Regions from separate parts of the Mus musculus genome. Here regions 2, 3, 4 and 5 are each linked to region 1. Evidence: chromatin contacts called from public promoter capture Hi-C data. All regions are on one chromosome and are shown on one strand. The core of a region is the stretch at or near the end of the contact, and the rest is flanking DNA. Distances in the headings are between cores, read along the strand shown. Region 1 holds the start of Setdb2 (SET domain, bifurcated 2). Region 2 holds the start of Parp4 (poly (ADP-ribose) polymerase family, member 4). Region 3 holds the start of 2410022M11Rik (RIKEN cDNA 2410022M11 gene). Region 4 holds the start of Gjb2 (gap junction protein, beta 2). Region 5 holds the start of Cryl1 (crystallin, lambda 1).

Region 1 (2,889 bases), core at 150-2,649:
ACTGGTGTTAAGTTTATCAAAACTGTTATAAGTGAATCACAAAATATTTGTCTCTAACAGGCTAGATTTTCAGATCTGGCAGCTTCTTTCAAATAATAAAAAAAAAAAGAATGCTTTCTACTTCCTTTTCTACTTTTTTTTCCCCAAGAGAAAACTGGAAAGAGGAAAGTACAGTGTCTTGCTCTTCCCAAACTCCAACACCCTCCTTAAATAATACCCTGTTCCATAAAGCCAGCCCGCATAGCATCGCAGACCCAGAAATGTACAAAGCTGTCATGGCTTTCTTGTTTGGTTGGTTTTGACTAGGTGCAGAAAACATATTCGACATGTGTTAAATTTAATGTGAAGCTTCACAATTTCGTTTCCAAAAGTCAACTTTAATTGCATAGATGTATTCATTTGAGTTGTATTGTTTTGGGGTTTGGTTAATTTTGATGTGTTTTTCTTTCTTTTTTTTTTTTGCAAACTTTTTTTTAAAATCAAGTTTATAATGTTAAAAATATGTAAAGAGAAATTTACAAAAAAAAAAAAAAATCAGCACCTTTGAAACTGGGGTAAGGGTGTGGCGCTCCTGTGGCAGAAAGATCCGGTCTGCCTGAGCTACATGTATACCTAGCATGAAGTGAATTTGGAGCATGACAAACACTAGTTTACTTCCCGTTTCTCCTTTTTATTTTATTTTATTTCTCTCTTTTTTTCTAACGTCATTGAATGAATGCTGGCGGCATGCTTATGAATAAAACTACTCTCACACAACCTGCTGTCCATGTATGTCAAAGGATGAACTCTCGAGAAGGGCAAAGGCTCCGCAGTTGGCCCCTGGCAATTGACAAAAAAGAAAAGTTCTCTATCGACCCGGAGGCCAGTGGTCGAGACAGCCCCCTCTCCCTTCCACGACTGGCTTTCCCGTGTTGAATCCTACAGCCAGCCTCCTTTAATCATGACAGGGGTCGGCGGTGGGAATCTTCGCGCCACAAACACTGCTGAGCAACTCTCGGAAACCAAGGGATCAGGGTTAAGACAGGAAAGCAAAGCCTGCGCCAGACTCTAATGACCAGCAAAGCCAAGCCGGGGCCACCGCCACCGCCACCACCACCACGCCTGCCTCCCAAACACAGGGAGGAGACTCCGGGCGGGCGAGAAGAATCCCCTGCTAGTTAAGTCGCCCCTTCACTCCCAACACTCCTGTCACCCCGAGGACTCTCCTTCCACACACACACTCCCAGAGCCGGAAAAGGCTCGCCGCAGCCACACACCTACCGCGGGCAGAGAGCGCTGCGCCACCACTCCAGCGAAGTGCCTCACTTGGCTGCCGAGAACCCGATTGGCCGTAGCAGTCCGCGCGAGACAAACCGAGAGAGTCGCCGACCAATCAGGAGGCCGCGCGCTCCGGCCGGCGCCGCGGGGCCGCGGAAACTGTGTGGAGCTCCCTTGGGGCTGATGTCTCCCCCGCTGAGGTGAAGCCGCCTCGGGACTGCAGACTCTGGTGCGGACAGTGCAAGGCGCGCGGGGTGCCAGGCCGCCTCAACCCGCTGTCTCAGTAGCGGGGGTGGCCGGGGCTCTCAGTCGCGTTTCCCCCACCGTCTTGCGGCGCTCACTTTCGTGGCTGGTGATTTCTGAGTAATTTGGCTATCATGGGCTGTAGACAGCGGAGCACAGACAAGATCTTCAGGACACTGGTCCATTCCACAGGTAAGGTTACACTGGCCATGAACAAATGAAATTATTTATCAGTTGAACTTGATTGGTATCTTCGGAGCGACGGACTGACTCACTACTCAACAGTCCAAGATCAATAAAGTCACTGCAGAAAGGGATATGATTGACAGATCATATGATTGGCATGTAGTAACATGGTTCTTTGCATGTTAGTGAAGAAAACCAAAGTGGAGGATTAATTTATGTTTAGTCTTAGATTTGGTAAACAGACCATTAGCTCTTCCAAATACCCTACCACATACGATAGGATAGGTTTCTATTCTTCACCAGAAGGCGTTTTGCCATTGTTGTGTTGTTTAACATACGAACACGTTAAAAATGTGCCTGACCCTGACTTACGCTCCGATTATGTCATGCCTATCAAAGAACCAACGAGATAGTGGTATCTTAGTTTTTTTAGTTTCTTTTTCCTCCAAGTAAAAAGGAAACTTAGATCTAAATGAAGTTGCCTGTATGTTTGGCCAGATGAAAGTTTGAGACTGGCAAAGAACCAAATTTAAATAAAATTCTCCTGGCAAGCTGGGAGATGGTGGCTGGGGAGGCAGAGACTAGCGGATCTCTTGAGTTCTCTCCGGATTGAGTTCCCGGAAAGCCAGGGTTACCCAGAGAAACGTTGTCTCAAAATACAAAACATACAAACAAATAAAAAGTACACTAACAGTGAAATATTAGTGTTGTCTTTGGAAGATAAGCTTTAAATTTCCTTAACTTTTTTTGGCAATTTTTTTTCTTTTGTAAATTAGCTTCCAAGCTACACTGGTGAGAGCTTTTTCTTTAGTTGCTGTTTGCTATGTGGAAGTCCAGCCTAGTAGACCAGGATGGCTTTGAGCTACTGGTCCTCCTGTCCCCACCTGCCCTTTCCTGAGGTGTCAGGCTGAGTGAGTGTACTGAGGTGGAAGTTACTAGAATCTAAGGTGGAAGGCAGCTTGGCAATGTCTCTTTGTGGCACTTGGATATCTGTAGTATTAATTTTACAGTGGAAAGGTTGCCTGGCTGAAGTACAGTGTATAGCTTATGTTTCCCTTTTAACAGTTTGCATTTCTGGTGAGTCTCATTGCCAATGTGATACATACTTCTTTTTGGCTAACAGATTTTCAAGTTTCTAAGAACATTTTGGTGTTCTGAAGCATATCACAGTTAGTGGTATATGTCAAGCATATTCTGGGCTGG
Region 2 (2,889 bases), core at 278-2,777, 2.9 Mb after region 1:
TAGAAAAGTAGCAGAAAAAAACCAACAAACAAAACATAGGCATCCTTTCACTGAACCAAATACAAACGTGTCAAAAAGACCTGAAGGGAAAAAAGTCATTTCCAATAGCTTTTAAATATCAAACTCGAGCCTGGTGGTGGTGGTGGTGGTGGTGGTGGTGGTGCACGCCTTTGGTTCCAGCACTCAGGAGGCAGAGGCAAGCTGATCTCTGAGCTTGAGGCCAGCCTGGTCTATAGAAAAAGTTCTTGAGCAGCCAGGACTATACAGAGAAGCCCTGTCTCGAAAAAACAAAACAAAACAAAAAACTGCACAGTGGAGAGAGAAGGCTGCCTCGCTAGGGAGTGAACACCCACGTTTCTTCCTTTCAGCGTGTCGTAGGGGAGCCCATCACAAGCCGTCTTCCTATTGGCTGCCCTGAGACAGATCCCAGCTTTGATCCTGTTGTTACTCTTCCTTACCTCATCTCACTGCTTACAGTCAAACATGAAAGTCAGGGCATGAACCCCTGACAGGAACGTGGAAGCCGGTGGTTCTCAATCTTGACCCCTTTGACAGTGGGTTTAAGACTATAGGAAACACAGATATTTTTACTTACTATTCATAACAGTAGCACAATTTAAGGAACTGACTGGATTAAAGGCTGTGATTGGCATGTAAAGTGAGTAGATTAATTAGTGGTCAAGGAAGAACGCAGTTTACTGGCTTGCTTTCTGTTTCTGCTCACCTCATACAATCCAGGACCACCTGCCCAGAAGCGGTGCCTACAGTGGGCTAAGCTCTCTTCCTTCAGTTAGCAATCAAGAAAATGCTCTGCAGACACACCCCAGAGGTCAATTTGACGGAGGCGATTTCTCAATTGAGGTTCATTTTTTTCCAGGTGCGTCAATTTAACAACCAAGAATAGCCATAGCACCGGAAGTACCTTTAGTAGGACAGAGGCATAAATCCAACCTAAGGACAAATCTACGTGGGGCGGATTTCCTGGCCTTCCCCTTTTTCATTAACATAAATTGTAACTGCCATAGGTAAGGCCTAGACAGACTAAGAATTTCTCTATTCCCAGTCTTGGCTAAAACTGCAAATTAACTCACCCCATCTTTTTTACTTATTTTTTGTCTTAATAGGACCCGGAGCTTAGTCAGATTCGGCTAAATTTCAACTCCAGACCTCAATGAGTTATTTTCTTCTACCAAAAGTTTCCTCAACTTTCAGAAAGTAAAGAAATGTTGCGTTCTGTTGCAGTTATTTTCCCAAAACAGCAGTGGGTCTGATGGCGCAGTCAACATTGACCTCCCCTCCCCTGGCACTCCCCTCCTAGGGCCGCTGACCCTGAGCCAGGCCTCAGAAGGTCAAGACCACCAGAGACTACCGGGGACCCTCGGGCTGTCAGACAGCCTCCTGGGGTACCCACGCACCTGCTCGGAGATCCCGCCTGGCCCTTCCTGGTGTCGGATGGTCCCCTCCTCCGTGCTCCGCAGCCAGCGTTCCAGCCTTGGTGCTTCCGCTCCAGGCGCAGCCGGGTTAGGTGGGGCGCGGCGGGGCGGGACCGTGGCTGCGGCTCCTGAACACCGGACCTACGCCCCTTAGAGGGATGTCCTGCGACTGTCCAGCTGGGGAGAAGGCGTGGCCTCAGCTTTCCAGATCAGCCTAGCGTTCAGGACTTTCACTTTCTTTTTCAGAGTGTAAATTGCCAGTAGGAGTAAACCCAAAATTCGAATCTGGGAGACTTGATGGATGGGGACTTTTGACAGAGAAATGATTACGGATTGGGGTTAAATAGGGTGCTGGAATCCCAGGGCAGGTAAGAAACAAATTTCCCAAAGGGGCATCAGAGAGAATTTAGGACTGAAGAGCTAGGTCATTGGTAGAAAGCTTGGCTAACATTTGTGGGCCCCTGGGTTCGATTTTCAGCAGCAACAGTGGAAGAAAATGAGAACTTCTGAGTTTGAAGCGCACAATAGCATCCATCACTAATTGGAGACGCTCAAACGATGGGTCTAGGGCTAGACAGCTCAGCTGGTTATTTGCTTCACATGTGTGGGCCCTGGGCGCTAGAATCAGAAATGTACTGAGTAGGGACTGATTTAGAAATAATTCCATTAATAATTTCAGAATATGATGAATGAAACGAGACTATAAGGTCTAGACTAGAGAATTGAATGTAAAAGGTGAATTTTGGTGACATGATTTATTGGGTGCTGTCCTCAGGTGCCAAATGATCTGGAACTTATTATGTGTACTAGGCTAGGTAGCCAGTGAGCACTAAGGATCTACCAGTCTCTTCCTCCCAGCACTGGGGTTACAAGCACATACCATTATGTGTGGCTTTATATGTATATTATATGGCTTTATATATAGTATATATAATATACTATATTTGTTTGCATGCATACACATATGTGTGCTTATGATTTCTCTTCTTCTTTGACATGACTGGGTATAGGACTCATGTCATCAGGCTTGTAGGGCAAATACTTTACCCACTGAGCCACCTAGCCAGCTTCCAGCTTTTTCCTTTTTAAAATGGTGGGGGGGTGTGTTACACTCCGGTCTTTATGCTTACCAGGCAAGCACTCTAGGGACTGAGCCACCTCCCCCTCCCTAGAAACGTCTTTACTGGACTGAGGATATGCTTCAGCAGGTTAAAGTGCTGTGTGAAGCCCTGGGTTCAGTCCCTAATACTGTATTAAAAACAGGGTTGGTGGTATATGTGTGTAGTCCCTACAGACTGGAGGTACAGACAGGAGGATCAGAAGTCAAAGATCTTTAGTGAGTTCTTAAAAAGCAAAGCAGAAAAGGAGACATTTTTACTGTACTACTAGTTTCTTGTCTTATTGCTCTGATAGAAGCAGCTTTTGGAAGGAGAGGGTGTGCTGGCTTACAGTCCTA
Region 3 (2,889 bases), core at 281-2,780, 2.6 Mb after region 1:
TACAAATCTGGTAGTCTTTAAGAGCAGGAAGCACTCATAACCTCTGAGCCATCTAATAGCCTTCCACTCAGCTGCCTGGTTTTTGTGGTTTTGTTTTGTTTTTTCTCTTTGAGGCAGTTAATGTATCCTGGGTCAGCTTTGAACTGATTCTGCTACTTCTGTGCCTTTAATACTGGCACTCCATTCCTGTGCTATGAGGTGTGGGATTTTGTTTTCAAATCATATCTAAGCCTAAACCAAGAAAGCAGTGGTGACATGCTTACAATCCCAATGCTCCAGAGGCAGAGGAAGAGAGAGGCAAAGGCAGAAGAAAGATCACAGAGTTCCAGGCCAGACTATGCTAGACATTGTCTTAAAAGAGAGACTCATATATATTTTTGCTCTTTTGGTTTTTCAACTCAGGGTTTTTCTGTGTAGCCCTGACTGTCCAGGAATCCACTTTGTAGACCAACCTGGCCTCGAACTCACAGATATCCAACTGCCTCTGCCTGCAAGTGTTGGAACTAAAAGCATGCGCCACCAAGTCCAGTTAAGAGTCATATATTTTCACATATTATGTAACAAGAACCTCAATCCAACCTAAAAGCATCAGTTGTAATCCCGCTAACAAACACCAGGGCGAGGTGCATTTCTTAGGTTACAGGGAGTCCTGGAAATCCGGCACCAAGTCTTCTGCCAAAGACATGGGTATAGACGAGGAACAAAAGACCCTCGTGCCGCCCTCCAGCGGCTCCGCTCCGAATGCGTCCGGTGGGACTCCCATTAGAGGGTCACTGCCCACGGAGCCAGGATGAAGCGAAGGGCACGCGATGGCCCGAGGCCCGGCAAACGTGGAGGACAGGCGCCGGGCAGGCCGGAGAGCGCGTGCTCGGCCAGGCACCGACGGCCAAGGCCAGACAGCCCAGGTCCCAGGGGCGCGAGCCCGCTAAGGGAGCCCGGGGCTCCATCTTGCCCGGCGGCAGTCTGGGGTCACCACTGTCCTGTGGCCCCGCCGCAATCTCGGCGCGCAAACTCTTGGCGGCCGAGGACAAGGCCTATGGTAGAGCGCGATCGGACTCGTTCCGGGCCAAGTTTCTCGTCCCCACGGGTTCGGTTCTGATGGGCCCCAAGTTCTCCCAACAGATCCCACAAAATGGAGGCCGACGTCTCCTCCCGCCGCAGCCATGGCGGAGGTGGGACACCCTTCCCACGGGCCAGGCAAGGTGGAAGCGCCTGCACGGCCGCCAGCGCACCAGTCCCCTTGCGGCCGCGGCCGGGCTCGCCCCCTCGGTCCGCCGCAGGCATTGCCGGGCTCGCCAGTCGCCGGGGTCTTGGGGGCCTGGACAGGGAGGACGCCGGGACATCGAGGCCGCGTCTCTCCTCGAGCAGAGTCGCAAAGGGCCGTGGCGACCGTCTGGAGGCCGAGACCCAGTGTCCCGATCCCGGGCCCACCGGAAGCCTCGACGAATATCGCCCGCCCCCAGGGCCGAAGCGCGAGCCGAACTGCGGGCAGCGCCACTCGGGCTCCTGACCCGGGCAGACCCCGCGAGTGGGGGCGGGGCGGGGGCACGGAGGGAGGGCGGAAGAGAGGGAGGGCCGGCCCAGCCCGGGGCTGGCGGCGGGGGGGGGGGGGGGGGGGGCCGGCAGGCCCGAGGGCGTGGCCCAGGTCTGACGGACAGCCGCCGTGACTACCTCACCGAGGAGGGTCCTGAAAGAAGGCCGACTGGGCCAATGGAGCCTGCCCGAGGCATTCCGTGCCGCCCACGCCATCAGCCAATGAGCGTGCGGAGGGCGGGGCCTCCCCGGGCCCCGCCGTGCCACCGCCTCCTCTGCCTCCTCCTCACCAGCGCTAAAGCCGGGACTGGACCGAGCGGAGTTGTGCGTGTCGCCGAAGGGGGGTGGGCCGGGGGAGGGGAGGTTCGTTCCGCGGAGCTGCAGCCAGAACCCGGTGAGGCTTCTCCCCGCCGTCTTTCCTGTCGAGGGCCGCGGAGAGTGGGGGTGGCTGGGAGCAGCGCAGCCTCGGGAGGAGGAGGCGGAGGCGGGGGCGACTGGGGAGGCGGAGATGGGTGAGGGCAGCGTCGGGAGCCTCCCACCGAGCCGGGCTTAACAGCCCGCGGCGGCCGGTGTCGCGGCTGCTGCGTCGGGGCCTGAGGGTGCGCTGGGGGCCGCGCTGATGTCCAGGGCGGCTTCGCGTGCGGCCGGAGGGGTGAGGGAGCGCGGGCGCGGCAGGGCTGGCTGGGTGAGGCGGCCGCGGGGCGGGGAGCGCGAGAGCCTCCGGGTGCGGGCGGCAGCGGCCGGAGGTCGAAGAGTGTTTTCCTTTCTGTGCTGCGAGCGGGCGGGCGGGTCGGGGAGGGGCCCTTTGGCCCTCCCGCCCGGGGGCCGCACTCCCACCCTGTCTGTTCAACCGACACCCCAAGTTTTCCGTGTTAAGGGGCGTCCTCTTACGTCCCGCGGCGTTTTCTCTCTCTCTCTTTTTTTTTTTTTTTGGGTCGGTCTGTCGCAGCTTTTAATCTTATTTGAGCCAGTTTCTAATGGCTGACCTGGTGCCTGTCGCGGGCTACTGAGGAGTTAGGCCCTAATCAAGTGCTTGCGGCAAATGGGACCCAATTGTTGAACCTCTCCCGGGTCGGATTTGTACTTGAGTGGTAACTACTTAGGAGAAATGTGAATCCCTTTCTAGATTCGAGGACGCGTTTACTCTTCGACTCAGCTGCGCGCTCTACTCATAATTCTGAAACTGGAAAGAACATATGAGCTTGGCCTGCTGTCGTTTAGTTGATCTATTGTTTATTTGGAGAAGGTTGGTAGAACAGCTTGGGAATAACTTCACCTTGACTTATTTATTTCCTTTGGCGTTCAGGGTTTGGTGCTACCTCGGAGCTGTTGATGTTCACTGTATGTATGTGTTTT
Region 4 (2,889 bases), core at 118-2,617, 2.3 Mb after region 1:
AGTAGCAAGCGAGCGTGCAACCTTCCTCTGCCCAAGCAAGAGCAGTCAGGTCTGCCCGCGGCAATGTGCCAGCTTTACAGGGAAAGCATGTACCTTCAGCCATGGTCCTTTCATTGAAAGCCAATCCTTCGACCAGACGGGCCTTGTCAGAATGAATCAGTCTCTTCACTGCGTGTAAAGCTAATCTGAAGGAACTTTGTGGGGATGTGCCGTTTTCATTCCAAACCTGGCAGCTGTAGGACTCGGGTTGCAAGTAGTAAGGTGAAGCTAGCTGGCCTAGGTATCCCAAAGCGTAGCTAGCTCTTGTGAATGTCCACCGTAACTCCTCTCAAAACTATCCAGACAGCCAAGCAATGTGGAACACCGAGCCCTCAAAACCCACGAACAGCTTGGCGGAGAGAGGTAGATGCAGGCTGCCCAGGTCTTCCCAGCATCCTGGACTCCAAGAGGGATGGGCTTGCCTAACCTCTTCTGCTCCCCCCCCCCTTCCGCATCCCCTGCACCGGCAGAATCTGGGTGCCCCTTCCTTGCAATGCTTTCAGTTGTGGAAAAGAGGACACAGAGAGCGGGGGCACAGGCAGAGAACCCTCCAGAGACTGTGACAAGTCCACTTCCAGGCCAGCCCTGGAGACGCACCTCTACATCTTCTTCTGTCCTAGCCACTGGCACCCTGTTCAAAGTGATCGAATTAAATCGGGAATTCAAAGAAATAGAAGCCAGAATTTGGCCAGCCCTGGCGGCGCCCTCTGTTAGTCTGCCTTGAACCCGAATTCTAGATGCCTCAGCTCACTGCACTACGGGAGAGGAGTCTCCTGTGCGCTACTGGAAGCTGCAGGCCAACACAAAACTGTACCGTCCGTTTATCTAACACGCACACACACACACACACACACACACACACACACACACAAGTATATATAATATTACTACAGCGAAGCTTCGAATATAACAGCACACTTTCCACTAGTGAGAGTAGTAAGAGCAACATCAACTCTCTTTCAACATCACCCAATCCCCCAAAAGCGAGTAGCTGGGACTTGGAGCTTTGCGACCTGCGTCCTGGGTGAAGACACAGGTCTACCAGCTCTGTTCAGGCTGCGCTCGGGACAGGACACTGGAAGAGCCTTGAGCTCAAAGAGAGCTGGGGGTGGGGTGGGGCGGAGTGGGGTGGGGAGTGACCTAGGCTCCAGGAGAGCTCGCGACTCGGCGGGCCCTGACGGCTCTGGGTGCCCGGAGAGCCCCGCCCGTGGCGCTGGGGGTGGCGGGCTACTGGGAGCCGCCTCCTCCGCAACTTTCTCAATCGCTCCAGGGTGAGAGAGGCGGGGTGAGGGCTTTGGTTAAAAGGCGCCGCGGCCAACAGGTGTCCAGGATCGCAGCGCGCGGCGCGCTCCGCTCTCCCAACTCGCAGCCAGTCGGCGGCGCTCCAGTCCACTGAGCGCAGCCTCCACCGGGACCCGCGGCGACCAGCACAGGATCAGCCGGCGACCCATTTCGGACCAACCCAGGAGCGGCCCCGGGACCCGCTTCAGACCTGCTCCTTACCGGGGACAGCGCCTCGCCGCTTCCCGCCACCCAACGCTGCACGCTCCTCCGGACACAGGTGCGACCGCCAATCCGCGCCACCGAGTCACACTGGTGTAACCCGCCCCCGACCGCAACGCCCCACGGTGGCTGGGGCGCGAGACTCAGCCAGTAGGGACGCGTGAGGTGCGAGGAGGGGTGCGGGCCGCCACGGTCCTGGGAAACCGAGGCCGGAACGCGCTGCGCGGTCCCTACGGGCCACCGCCACCCGTGCATAGGGACCCGAGCTGTGAACGCGTTTCTTCGGCTGCAGGCGTCTGGCCCGGCTCGGGGTTGGAGCCGGCTGCTCTCACCGCCGCGCACAGCCTGAGCCGGGAGGTCCCGCACAGCGCGGGGTGGGGAGGGACGCGGGGGCCAGGCTGTTCCGCGCACGACTGCGACGTGTCGCCAGTATTCCTTCGCTAGAATTTTCCCGAGGCCTCCTGGCTGCGTTGTCTGCCGCCATTGAAAAGTTTTTAGCTAACCGAAAGCTGAGCAGGAAAACTCAGTTTCATTTGTTAAGCAGGAAGCCTCCGTGGGAAGACACTGACCTTTACCACCTAAAGCACTGGGGTGACGTGGGCGACCGCCCAAAACGCGCGGCCGTAGCCGCTCCCGCGAGCTGGGGAACCCCAACCTGCACTCGGGTGGAGATTTTGATTGCTTTTTTTTTTTTTCTTTCCTTAAATGCTTTTTAAGGATTTGCGTCCAGGCGGGACGTTACAGCTGGAAGGGAAGGCACAGGTTCACAGATGGCGTGCTGCTGAGAAACTTGTCCCTTAGGACAATTGCATCAGCCCCTTGGTGCTGCCTCAATGGAAGGGAAGGGAGCGTAGGCCTAAATGGGACCCATTGCTCAGGTCCACGGGATTGTCCTGAGAAGCCTGGCTCAGTCATGGCTACACTTACCCCGGAGTCCTTTGGGAACTATGGGCAAAGCCAGTGAATTATGAGAAGGGTGGAGGGTGCGGTGGGGTCAGCATCTAGAGGCAGTCCACCAGCTCCCCGAAGTATCCTTTAAGGCAAATAAGGGTCATATGCAGTATATACTATAAACATGGAGAAGCTCCCTTCTACTCAGGAGCGAATGATTCACCGGTTCAAGGCAATCTCCAGGTGTCCCATGCCAGGTAGGGACCTGCGTGTGACCTAGTCCTAAGGCCAGCCTGGAAATCACCTCCTACACCACAGTTGAATATTGACGATTTCACCTGCTGGCTTAGTACTCCTAACCCCTTTGTGAGGTCAAATTTTAACCTCTCCTTCCACTTAGAAAGGCCATTTAAGACAAGCAGCTGCAATCAGATATGCCGGGACCCACAGCTATGT
Region 5 (2,889 bases), core at 208-2,707, 2.0 Mb after region 1:
GTCTTAGTTAGAGTTTCTATTACTTCAACAAAACACCATGACCAAAAAGCAAGTTGGGGAGGAAAAGGTTTAGTCTTGCAGTTTGTCACCGAAGGAAGTCAGGTCAGGGACTCAAGCAGGGCAGGAACCCGAAGGCAGGAACTGATGCAGGGGCTATATAGGGAGCTGCCTACTGGCCATCCACAATGGGCCCTCCCCTCTTGATCACTAGTTGAGAAAATGCCTTAAGCTGGATCTCATGGAGGCATCTCCTCAACTGAGCAGCCTTCCTCTCTGATGACTCCAGCTTGTGTCAAGATGACACAAAACCAGTCAGTACACTCTCCCTTGCAGAGAGGGACTGGCCATCAGTGTAATTTGGCCGATCTGATGGGTAAAAGGTGTTTTCCTCGTGCCACTTTTCATCTCATTTAAACGGGGCTCGGCATCTTCAAATGTTTATTGATAATTTGTGGAACTGTTTAAAAACCTGACTGCCTCAGAGGTTTCTCTTTCCGAATCCCTGACAAGGTGGTGGGAATAAGGCAAGTGTCTACTCTCCTGAATCTGTCAGTGTGAGTGTGTTCTGATTTCAGCTTTTCCCAAACTGCTGGCCTCAAAGTGTTTCCACTTCCGATTGTGGGCACAAAACTTGTGTCATGCAGTGTAATGCCTCTCGTTCTCTGGTCTCAGACCCAAGTGTAATCAGGGCACTAGCCTTTTTTTTTTTTTTTTTTTTTTTTGCAACAGGGTCTTGCTGTCTCTGAATGTAGCCTGGCTGGAACTCCCGGTTCAGCCTCCCAGGTTTTGCGAGAGCAGGTGCATTCCATCACGCCCTGCTTGGTTTTTCTTTTTCTTTTCCTAACACATTTGGCACTGCACGCCTCTGGAAGGAGGAAGTAAGGCACACAGAAGCTGTGGTACGCTACAAGGAATTCAAATTCGTCCTTCCGTTTCTCAGAGTAACATATCCGGAGTTTCCATTTGTAGCTTGTCCCTTAAGTATCCGGGCCTCCGTTCACATCAGTGAAGCCAGGCTGCAGGTATCTCACCAGACCTGGATTTCCAGTGTAGAGTAGAATGTAAACAGTGGAACAAAAGTCCTTAAAGTGACAAACTGGTGCTAACGTCTTTAAAGCAACATTTTCTTGAAAGTGTCTCTGGGGTGAACCTTTGCGCCAACCTGGCAGTATCCGCTCATGGTTTAATGGTTTCCTGTTAGAAACTTAAAAATAAAAATTGCTCAGCTCAGAAGTGTCTGGTCTTCCCTGTTTGCATCCACCGTCCCACGCTCCCCGGTGCTAGAGCCCAGTGGCCTTCCTGAAGTCTCTCCCCGAGGGCTCCGCCTCTCCTGCGCCTTGGCCCCTCCCCGGAGCTTGTCAGCCAATGGGATAGTCCTCATGAGGTTTGGGCACGCCCACCCAGGCGCCCAGCCTTATTCTGGCGCGCGACCCGCTCTGCTTTGCTCGCTCCCTCCGCTAACGCAGCTGTACAGCCAGGCCCGGATCTGCCATGGCGTCCCCAGCAGCGGGCGGGGTGGTGATCGTAGGCAGGTAAAGGTCTCAGTGGCGCCGTGCTGCAATGGCTGGCGCCCTGGCAGCGTCCCGAACGCGGGACCTCCCGCGGGCGGCCGTGGGTGCCTCGGGTGGGCATCAGGCTGTACCTCGCTCCTCCAGGCGCTTCGCACTTGGGCTCCGAAGCTAGTCTGGCAGTAGACTAGGTGGTGGCCGTGGCTTAGCCAAGCAGTAAGGAGAGCCTTAAATCGGTGCGGGGTCACTTTTGTCAGCGCAGGCCAGAGGTGCCTGGCATCATTGAATACTAGCAATGAACCTGCGAAAACTGTGTTCTTATGCTTTTGAGACGGAGGTCTTGTGTAGCTCATCCTGGCCTCAAAATTTCTAGGTTAGCTGAGGCTATCCTTGAACTCTTGATCCTCCTGCCAAATACCCCAGCGTGAAAGCAGCTTATTCTTATTAAGAACGCAGACAAGAGTTTTACCAAGATGATAGTAACTAACGGATAACTATTGGCCTGGGTTGGCAAGGAGGCTGGTTCGCATGCACCACTGGGCTAGGCTAAATCTCTCGAGGCAGAAACCTTGTCAGTCAAGGCACCCTGCTTTCCTGTGTGTATGTGTCCCAAGGCAGGAGGCTGAGTCACTTTAACAGCCCAAGTTCATCTGACACACCAATTTCTGTTCTCATGATTCCCCTTTCTCCTTATTGCTTCTTTTTTTAAAAAATAAGAACGCTTAGAATATCTTTCATTGCCTAGCTGTCTGAAAGTCTATCAACGTGTAGCAACACATAATAACTAGTATTGGTTGGTAGCTATTAAAGGAGTGGCTTCATGTCCCTGCTTATAGTTTTGGCTACTTGTTGTTCTGCCTGCAGACCAGTCCCAAGTTCAGGCTTTTTCCTTGAGAGTTCTTTGGAGGGAGGTGTCAGAATGCTGTTGCTATTTTCTCTCTTACAGAACTGCAGAATTAGCTGTACCTTTGTCCTTTCCCGTGGTTGCCTGTGGTTGAATGGTCAAGAAATATCAAAAGTGTGCACTTTGCTCCTGTGGTGAACTGTGCTGCCTCGCCTTCTGTGAGAGCCACTGGTGTCACGGGCTAGGTTTTTGCAGGTCTCCGTTGGGAAGTAGATCTCTGCCTGCACCTGACAGGTGTCATGTGGGATTTTGACTGGATTTTGCATTCGTCTGGCTGTGGGTGGTTCATAGACTCCCAAGGAGAGACTCAACAGTCAGTTATTTCTGAGCTCATGGACAGGGAACTAGAAGGGGGCCGGGACATCTTAAGGAGCACAAGATGACCTGAGCTATTGTTTTCTAATGTGGAAATTCTGTCTTCTGCTTACTCCCTCATCCTTCCCCGTCCTTCTTTCTCATTTGCTTATCCAGCTGTCA

What was found. Promoter capture Hi-C pulls out the DNA fragments that hold promoters and counts their contacts.
Region 2: a promoter capture Hi-C map of pre-B cells shows a contact between it and region 1, with 8 times the contacts expected there. The contact joins the promoter of Parp4 here to the promoter of Setdb2 in region 1. A contact is called at or near these places in 8 of 39 promoter capture datasets (the 3T3-L1 cell line, 3T3-L1-derived adipocytes, the C10 cell line and 4 more), 1 of 115 datasets of contacts at active chromatin or transcription factors (astrocytes) and 2 of 9 other capture datasets (adipose tissue and liver).
Region 3: a promoter capture Hi-C map of pre-B cells shows a contact between it and region 1, with 8 times the contacts expected there. The contact joins the promoter of 2410022M11Rik here to the promoter of Setdb2 in region 1. A contact is called at or near these places in 7 of 39 promoter capture datasets (the 3T3-L1 cell line, 3T3-L1-derived adipocytes, cranial neural crest and 3 more).
Region 4: a promoter capture Hi-C map of liver shows a contact between it and region 1, with 6 times the contacts expected there. The contact joins the promoter of Gjb2 here to the promoter of Setdb2 in region 1. A contact is called at or near these places in 2 of 39 promoter capture datasets (both in liver).
Region 5: a contact with region 1 is called in a promoter capture Hi-C map of pre-B cells, with 4 times the contacts expected there. The contact joins the promoter of Cryl1 here to the promoter of Setdb2 in region 1. A contact is called at or near these places in 3 of 39 promoter capture datasets (hippocampal neurons, liver and pre-B cells) and 1 of 115 datasets of contacts at active chromatin or transcription factors (astrocytes).

The regions. Positions count from the first base shown.
Region 1 is chr14:59,439,390-59,442,278 of GRCm38.p6, reverse strand. It overlaps Setdb2 (SET domain, bifurcated 2), which reads left to right and starts at 1,399. Exons shown (of 14, transcript NM_001320720.1): 1 at 1,399-1,692. It overlaps Gm45935 (predicted gene, 45935), which reads left to right and starts at 1,399. Exons shown (of 24, transcript NM_001320725.1): 1 at 1,399-1,692. It overlaps Cab39l (calcium binding protein 39-like), which reads right to left and starts at 1,316. Exons shown (of 11, transcript NM_026908.4): 1 at 1,261-1,316.
Region 2 is chr14:56,574,257-56,577,145 of GRCm38.p6, reverse strand. It overlaps Parp4 (poly (ADP-ribose) polymerase family, member 4), which reads right to left and starts at 1,527. Exons shown (of 35, transcript NM_001145978.2): 1 at 1,416-1,527. It also overlaps a transcript of Cenpj not described here.
Region 3 is chr14:56,810,630-56,813,518 of GRCm38.p6, reverse strand. 2410022M11Rik (RIKEN cDNA 2410022M11 gene) reads right to left here and starts at 1,530. Exons shown (of 1, transcript NR_152252.1): 1 at 1-1,530. It overlaps Zmym5 (zinc finger, MYM-type 5), which reads left to right and starts at 2,055. Exons shown (of 8, transcript NM_001253753.1): 1 at 2,055-2,185; 2 at 2,660-2,779.
Region 4 is chr14:57,103,180-57,106,068 of GRCm38.p6, reverse strand. Gjb2 (gap junction protein, beta 2) reads left to right here and starts at 1,367. Exons shown (of 2, transcript NM_008125.3): 1 at 1,367-1,600. It overlaps Gm32912 (a long non-coding RNA gene), which reads right to left and starts at 1,404. Exons shown (of 5, transcript XR_383459.4): 1 at 1-1,404.
Region 5 is chr14:57,397,051-57,399,939 of GRCm38.p6, reverse strand. It overlaps Cryl1 (crystallin, lambda 1), which reads left to right and starts at 1,457. Exons shown (of 8, transcript NM_030004.3): 1 at 1,457-1,532. The coding sequence starts at 1,492.